Regions from separate parts of the Mus musculus genome. Here region 1 is linked to region 2. The links are chromatin contacts, called in public HiChIP or PLAC-seq maps. All regions are on one chromosome and are shown on one strand. Each heading gives the region's core, a stretch centred on a gene start, on an enhancer-like site or on the middle of the called end of the contact. The rest is flanking DNA. Distances are from core to core; before and after follow the strand shown.

The links. HiChIP or PLAC-seq counts read pairs in DNA pulled down with a chosen protein or histone mark.
Region 1: a contact with region 2 is called in an H3K4me3 HiChIP or PLAC-seq map of neural tube, with 2.6 times the contacts expected there. The contact joins the enhancer-like site here to the promoter of Zfhx4 in region 2. A contact is called at or near these places in 3 of 39 promoter capture datasets (the 3T3-L1 cell line, 3T3-L1-derived adipocytes and liver), 8 of 484 Hi-C or Micro-C datasets (3T3-L1-derived adipocytes, the AML12 cell line, adipose-derived mesenchymal stem cells and 5 more), 8 of 115 datasets of contacts at active chromatin or transcription factors (craniofacial prominence, embryonic forebrain, embryonic hindbrain and 5 more) and 3 of 9 other capture datasets (adipose tissue, embryonic stem cells and liver).

What each region holds. Positions count from the first base shown.
Region 1 is chr3:5,348,122-5,351,880 of GRCm38.p6, forward strand. The region is part of intron 4 of Zfhx4 (zinc finger homeodomain 4); the gene reads left to right. Among named protein-coding and RNA genes, the nearest start is that of 2700069I18Rik, 130 kb to the left of the region's middle. RefSeq lists an enhancer at 258-3,340. Within about 2 kb of position 1,615, at least 35 of the 459 cell types and tissues checked have an H3K27ac peak or open chromatin away from gene starts, as enhancers often do. A contact at or near this core is called in neural tube, where this site is marked.
Region 2 is chr3:5,216,413-5,220,473 of GRCm38.p6, forward strand. Zfhx4 (zinc finger homeodomain 4) reads left to right here and starts at 2,142. Exons shown (of 11, transcript NM_030708.2): 1 at 2,142-2,515. The region is part of intron 1 of 2700069I18Rik (RIKEN cDNA 2700069I18 gene); the gene reads right to left.

The sequences.
Region 1 (3,759 bases), core at 365-2,864, 130 kb after region 2:
ATTTTGTTTATTCAAATGGACATGTAAAGAGGAGAGGCACAATATAAAGTCGTCATTCTTTCATATTTACAATAAGAATGTTTCATTTCTTCTTGTGTATTGATGTCCCAAGGCAGTGCTCCAAATGAAAAGATAATAACTTATGAAGAAGTGTCAAAAACTAATTAAGTTTTGTAAGTTGTTTTTCCCTCTCGCAGGATATATTTTTCATCACACTGTCCAGTCACATGCTGAGATTCTTGCTAACATTATCACATGCCAGTCACACCAAGTCTCAGTGGTGCCTCTCCTTCTGTCATTATTTTCAGCATCAATTAATTTTCTTCTGACCTCGCCTTTAGAGAAGGTATCAGAGAATCATCAGTACACGCTTTGCAGTCTATTTTGAAGGCATTAGGCCACTGTGTGCATTCAAAAATGGAGTCAGCCAAACATTATATTTTCTCACCTGCAGGGTTGCCTAGTAACCTGAATTAAGGATTTTCACCAACCCTTCAAGACAAATAAACACAACTGGAAGGCACATTGACCCAGGTGGAAGAGTCAGACCTATTGATGGAGAGCAGAATTGTGAACAGCCAATAGGAAACAAAGACTCTCATTAACATTCATTGTGGAAACTGTTTCCATAACTAAGTAAATCTGTTTCACCAGGCTAAGAGAACAGGATTCTCTCTTACCCATTTTCAAGTGTTTATTAAGCCATGTTTAGATGCTCCCTCTCATCTGGATATCTTTTTTCTTCCTTCCTTCCTTCCTTCCTTCCTTCCTTCCTTCCTTCCTTCCTTCCTTCCTTCCTCCCTCCCTCCCTCCCTCCCTCCCTCCCTCCTTCTGTTCTCTCTCTCTCTCTCTCTCTCTCTCTCTTTCTTTCTTTCTTCTTCGAGTTTAGAGTGGATCATTTCTATTTCCTTAATGAAGTATTGATTAGATTGTGAAAATATTAAAACAGCACCTAGAAATGCTTCCTTGTCATGGTGTGAATATAGGTTCCAGTACTGCCTCTCTGCTTTCCCTGTGCTGCTAAGTATGGAGGCCACCTATAGGCAGTTGCATCTCTCAGCTTTCCCTGGATTGCTGAAAGCAAGGAGATTTCTCAGTTGGTCCTTTGTTAGTGGGAAGCAAGATGAGAGTGTCTCTGGAGGTGGGGGATCCTTTGTGACACTGCCACTGTGTGTCCGTGAGAGTTGCTTTCCTTCAGGAGTATGTGTATGAGGTGTGTGTGTCGTGGCGGGGTGGGGAGTGGGGTTCAGGTAGGCTAAGGGGCTGTTCTCTCAGATGGTACGGAGAGAGGTGCGAGTGCAATTAGGATGTTGGTGCTTCCTGACATGCTTCTGCAAATGATGGTGTCAGGCCATCCAGGGCCTGAGGGTGGCAGAAGTGACATTCACCCCAGCAAGATGGAAATAAATGCCCTGTTTGATAAGAGAAAACAGACAATTTATGTCCACCCTGAAGAGTTACCAGCTACTGAGCTGTTCCTGTGGGTCAAGTGCCACATTTGCATTTTGATGGGATGTTATCAAGTAATTAATGCACCAGTCAGGATTTATTACCTCAGGAGTGAACTGAAAGGTTCATTACAAAATCGGTTTCACTTGAAGATAGGCATTTCCTCAGAGTTAGCTTTTGACATGTTGTTCCTCATTCTCTCTGCCTGTGGCAGCCATAGTGGAAGGCCAGTGAGGTGAAATTCATTGCTTAATAAGGGCATTCACTTTGGGTATTCTTCTGATAATAAATGTATACATCAAGGCTGCACTGCCTTGTCAGTTTAATTGCTTCTTGTGCTCCTTAACAAGCCAATCTTAATCAGTCTGGACCACGTTATGAATAATTTAGGGATCAGCAGACTTCACGCTTAATAAGATGTACTAGATTATAAAACTTAAGTGCACTGTTTATAGAAAGCATGCAAAACACTTTTAGTTTTTATTAGTGGCAAGTAAAAAACAGGCAGTGAGTTATTCTAACATTTGCAGTTTGCGAGCAACAGCTGTGTTTCTTAATGCTGCAACCCCCTCCACTTTTGTTGAAGGCCACAGTTTGGCCTCTCGAGCCTTCTAAGCCTCAGTAGACATAATGGGAAATTTGAGCAGGCTATGAGATTAAAGCTTCCAATCGATGGCCAACCAGCAATTGCCATTTTAGAAAACATTCTTTTATCTTTTTAAATGTAAAACAGACCCTATTTTCAATCTGTTTCCGAGGCCAAATTACCTTGCCATTGTTGTTGTTGTTGTTGTAGCACACATGAAATTTTAACTTAATTGAAAGAGTGAATGGACATGAAGCCTTCTAAATTTCCTTAGGAAGAAAGAAAGGAAGGAAGAAAGGAAGGGAGGGGAGGAGGGAGAGAGGGAGGGAGAGAGAAAGAGAAAGAGAGAGATTTTTCCATGGTCTCACAATGCATTTGTCATTTTAGACTGACTTCTCATGATGCTTAAGAAAGAGAGAGTTTTTGTCAGCATCCAACAGAAAGGTTTAGCCTTAAAAAGGAATGGCAGGAATGTATAAAATGAGAAGAATGAACAAATCTCTGTAAGGTTATTAAGATTTCTGCATTTAATAAATACAGCTTGATTTAAAAGGACTGTTTAACCGTATTGTTTTAAAGGAACTTTCTGTCCTCCATTTTACCTCAACATTTGTGAGCTATAAGTCGTCCAGAGAGTAATGCATCATTCAGTTTATGACATCTAATAAAGACCTATTGCAAGCATTAGAACCAGGTGTTTCAACCATATTCCTTCAGCTTCTGGCCTATTGTTCTTTTCTAGCTGAAATGGAAAAAATTCTGTTTGGTCCAGCTTCACTTTTGTCAGTTTTATTTAAGTCAAGACACATTCTAATAATCACATTCTCTCATTTGGCATTAATGCAAATAATAAAATGTATTTGTGGTGGGAGTGTGCTCGTACTGACTGAGCAAGGGCCAACCCACCGATATACATTGCAGAAACAGTGCATTTTTTAGTAATTTGTGGAAGTATTAAAAGGATGGTATTGTTGGAAGTACATTTATGAAACAAAAATCCTCATGGCAGTAAATGAAAATGACTTCAAACCTATTCGTCAACCTATAGCTGGGCCATCATGCGCCTTTGTTCTTGGGCAGGTTAATAGAGATTGAGGAGATGGGCAGAGGAAAAGCAGTACAATTTTCTGCTATTTAAGCTTGGCGAAATGGCACTCTTCAGGAAGCAGGGAAAAGTATGAAAGCGTAATAGGCATTTTAAAAGTAGAAGTCCATATAGCTGCTTGAGGGATTCTCAGATTTAGGCATGCATGGAATTGCCAATGAGATAATCAGCATTGTGAAATTGAAACCTGTCTGCTGCCTGCTGCTGTTCTTCCCTCTTTCAGTGGAGTGATTTGTAACACTCATCTTCTCCAGGCAAGGAAGGCTTCAAGATTATCCAGAACTGTCAATAGTAATTGCCAAAGTATTTTATTACCTACAGAAAATCAAAGGAATTTTATAACCAACAGTTATCAAGTTTCAATACACGGTATAAAGAGAGCAATTTTAGTTGGAATACAATCGTGTTTGGCTTGCTTTAATGTTCTGAGACAATTCCTGTGCAACCAACTACAACAGTCACTGTATTTAAGCTAGAGGCAAGAATACGTATATGTACTAGTAGCATTAAAAAAATACACAATGCCTACAGGCTTCTACAAGCAAGTGGTTTTTAATTGCCACACAAACTCTGCCTTAGCTAATTACTTCTGCAAAGAAAGAGTGTTTTGTGAAACTCA
Region 2 (4,061 bases), core at 892-3,391:
AAGTCCACCCCTTTTCTCCAGGCAGACACCTCAGATAGTTTGTTATTATTATGGCTTTATCTAGGGTGTTTTTCTGTAAACATCCTCTCCCCCCCCCAGCCCCCCCCGCCCCCGCCCCCGCCCCCAGTGTGCAACATGTTTCTTAACCCTACTAAGGTGCAATGGGAGGGTTCCTGGTGAAGTTGCTGTGTGAAGGTAGGGCGACTATAAACAAAATAACTTTAAAATCTTAGAAACTCTTTCACTGTGAACAGATTTCTTCCCAAAGATGTTGGAAATAGGAGTCTCTTGAGACAGAATTTGCTTTTCTGTTGCCATTTAGTGGCTTTGGTTTCTAAAACACGGCTTCATGTAGCCACTCCAGATTTCTAAGATGGCATTGCCTTTTCCTCTTACCAAAGACCACATCTAGGTTTTATTCTCTGCTTTGAATTTTCATTGTAAAGTTAGCTAGTTGCTGAATGCAAGCAGCTTTTCAGATATGGGCCTAGGTCTGATCTTGCAGGGAGGAGTATAATTTTATCCACACAGATGTTTTGTTCTATTTGCATTTGTCCTAGGATGTAAGGCGTATACACTGATAGGACAAGGGTATTAGACCCAGGAAGACATATTTACTGTCTCTGAACTCTCAGTGATGTGCTACAAATCTTGCTGTTGCTATAAACCTTGTTTGGTACCTTTGGTTTTTAAGGACTAAAACAAGGTTTTGAAGCAGATCCTGGCAATCCAAAACTTCAAAGGCCTGTCAGCTCAGAAGTGGCTGGTGCCTCACCTGCTCAGGAAGCTGGGCAGCACTGGTGTTTCCTGTTTGCAGCTCATTTGATTGGTTACTCTTATTTTCATTATATGATTCCAGGTTTTAAAATATTACATAGATGGTGTCTACTTATGACCTCTTGTGTAGTAGTGTATCAAGATGCAATTCATATATATATATATACAGATATATTATATATATATATATATATATATATATATATATATATATATATATCCCACATTCAGTAGGGGGTATTTAAAAGTATGTCTATTCCGAGTGTTAGTTAATTATCTTTTAATGAAAGTGTCACTCATATTCACATCTGTAATATTGGAAAGAGATAATTAGATTTTCAAATGAGAATCAGGCACCTTAAATTTTGCACCAGAAAATACCAAATATATTTCACTCTAATGAGATCTGTATTGGGGTTTTAAAATTCATCATAATGTGCTTCCAGAAAGATAACTGAACAGTCTAGAAAGATGAAAGCTTTTCTTCCATAAGTCCTTTTAAACCATTACATTCAACTTATGCGATTCTGATAAAATATTCAAGAATATTACATAAAATCTAGGCTGTACCCTAGTATCACTCTTACAACCCGAACTTACTCTCATTTGGAAGTTTACTTTGACTAAACTAACCACTTCCACCTCCCTTGTAGGTTTTCTCTAGCGTAAATGCAAGTGCAAGATATAGTTTTAAATAGAATGCCTGAGGATCCAGAGAGAAATCTCTCCTTTGAAAGAGGTTGAACTGGGTGTTGTTTGCTCACACTGACTGGCACTCTTTATTTACATACATCTGCATATTTGCTCAGGCCTTAGTATTTAGCTGTTAAAGTACTTCTGAGTGCGTAGTAGAATAAACCAACCCAGAGAAAAGCTCTTAATTACCTTGACTTGTATTTCTCCTTAAAGCTCCCTGGTAAACATATCTTTGGTGTGAGAGTAATTATTTTGCCTGGGTTTTTTTTTTTTTTGTTTTTGTTTTTGTTTTTTTTTTTTTTAATCTAGAACTCTAAAAAGGCATTTCTTAGGAATGAGTTGTGCTTTTATATTCTTCTCTTTGCTGTCTCTGTGTGAGAGTGTGTTCGTGTGTGTCTAATGAAGTTTGAGAGTTGTGCGCAGGGGCGCATGGGGTGCGAGCCCCGGAGGTCCCCATCCTCCGTCTCCTTAGTCGCCTCGTCCAGGGCTCCAGCCGCAACGCTAGGAGCCCTGGAAGTCGCGAGGCTCCCAGGCTGCTTTGAGTCCTGGCTGCGCGTCATTTGCAGTCTGGGGAATGTTGATCACCTCACTAATTACACCTCTCCCCCCTCCCTCCCCCTCTCCCTCGCTCTCCTCTCTCATTCCCAGAGTGCATATCGGGAATAGACACACAAAGACATGCGCACTCAACTTAATCAGCCATTTTTTTTAAACAGGGCTAAAACGATAATAATTAGCAGAATAAAGACATATCGGATTTTCATTTCCTTTCCTCCTTTTCCCAACCCCTTCACAAGCAAACAGCGAGACCGCGGTCGGCACATGCTTTAACTCCTCCCGGAACCCCGAGGACCGCTCCGTGCTCCCCACTTTTTGCTCCAGCGTTTTTATTTTCACCCAATAAAGTTCGAGGATTATTTTTTTATTTTTTATTCTTTTTAATGAACCCTCTCGTTTTACTTGGATGTGATCAGCTGTACGTAAAATAAAAGCAAAACAAAAAAGAGGCGAAGATCGAGTAGGAACTGCAGGGAAATGGAAAGTAAGTTTTTTCTTTAACTTTTATTGAGTAGTTTGTGTTAAATTTAGGTCGAGTATCGATTATCTTTCCAGCCTGATCTTGCACAATCTTTGATATTTCGCTCACTCTCTCTCCCTCTCCCTCTCCGCCTCTCTACCCCTAGATCGCTTGCTACCGCTCGCCCTAGCACACGTACCCTCATCCCGACCACCTCTTCCGCTCTGCCCCCCTTTTCCATCTCTTTCCCCCGTTTTTTTTTTGGCTCAAAGATTTGCTCTGCTGAGGGAGGGAGAAGGCACAGGCGGAGGGGGGATTGGGGCTGGAGGTGGGGGGGAGGCATGCTTTTCAAGATTTAACTTTTGTATTAAGTGACTTTCGGCCGAGCAGTTTTCTGTCTTTTTCTCAGTCTTTTCGGGTTCTGCTTTCCTCGGGAGCCGGAGACACTCTGGTGATCCGGCGAAGCTGTCATTTCGGCAGCGGCTCGGACATTATCTGGGGTCCTCGCTCGCTCCGCGTCCCTGCACCCCATCGAGATGATGTTTCCTCTGCACACATTCTCCGAAAGTTTGGACAGTGGTCGGTGGGGCTCGCAGCCCCCCTCTCCTCTCCTCTCCCTTGATCCTCCCCTGTACTCTTCTCGGTTTCCTTTTCATCTTCCTTTTCCCTTCTCCACCCTTTCTCAAGTTCCCGAAGGGCACTCACTGCGCGGGGCTGTGGCAGGCCAGGGCTGGTGCGCGCGAGGCGCCGGGCCCGGGAGGATGGGCGAGCGCGGGGCTTGGCTGCAGGTAGACACCGGTCTGCGGAGCGCGGCCGGCAGCGGCAGGCCCTGGCGGCTCTTGGCTGCACGGGCGCTGCGGACCTGGTAGGTCCGTTAGGAGGCGGGATCTCCCGGCCTATGTCCGCAGACCTGGGAGTGGAGGCAGCTCGCCCCGGGGTTTGGGGATTGATCGCCACACTAAGAGGACACCCGCGGCTGGAGATCAAGAGCCTTTGCTTTCTTTTTTGGTAAAGGGCAAGGGTGTGTGTGTGTGTGTGTGTGTGTGTGTGTGTGTGTGTGTGTGTGTAAAGGAGATGTGGCTGACTGTGGGAATTGATGCATTTTACACACACACACACACACACACACACACACACACACACTCACTACAGGGTTCCATGTCTGCAAATGAACTTCACCTCCTCAGCTTCAGCTGGCACCAAGCATGCCTTCTGACCTGATATGATCAGTTAGGCTACCAGGGGCTGGAGTGAGCCTGGTCTCGCTTCTTTTCCTTTTCCTTTTCCTTTTCTTTTCTTTTCTTTTCTTTTCTTTTCTTTTCTTTTCTTTTCTTTTCTTTTCTTCTCTTCTCTTCTCTTCTCTTCTCTTCTCTTCTCCTCTCCTCTCCTCTCCTCTCCTCTCCCTCCCCTCCCCTTCCCTCTTCTCTCCTTTCCTTTCCCTTCCCTTCCCTTCCCTTCCCTTCCCTTCCCTTCCCTTCCCTTCCCTTCCCTTCCCTTCCCTTCTCTTCTCTTCTCTTCTCTTCTCTTCTCTTCTCTTCTCTTCTCTTCTCTTCTCTTCTCTTCTCTTCTC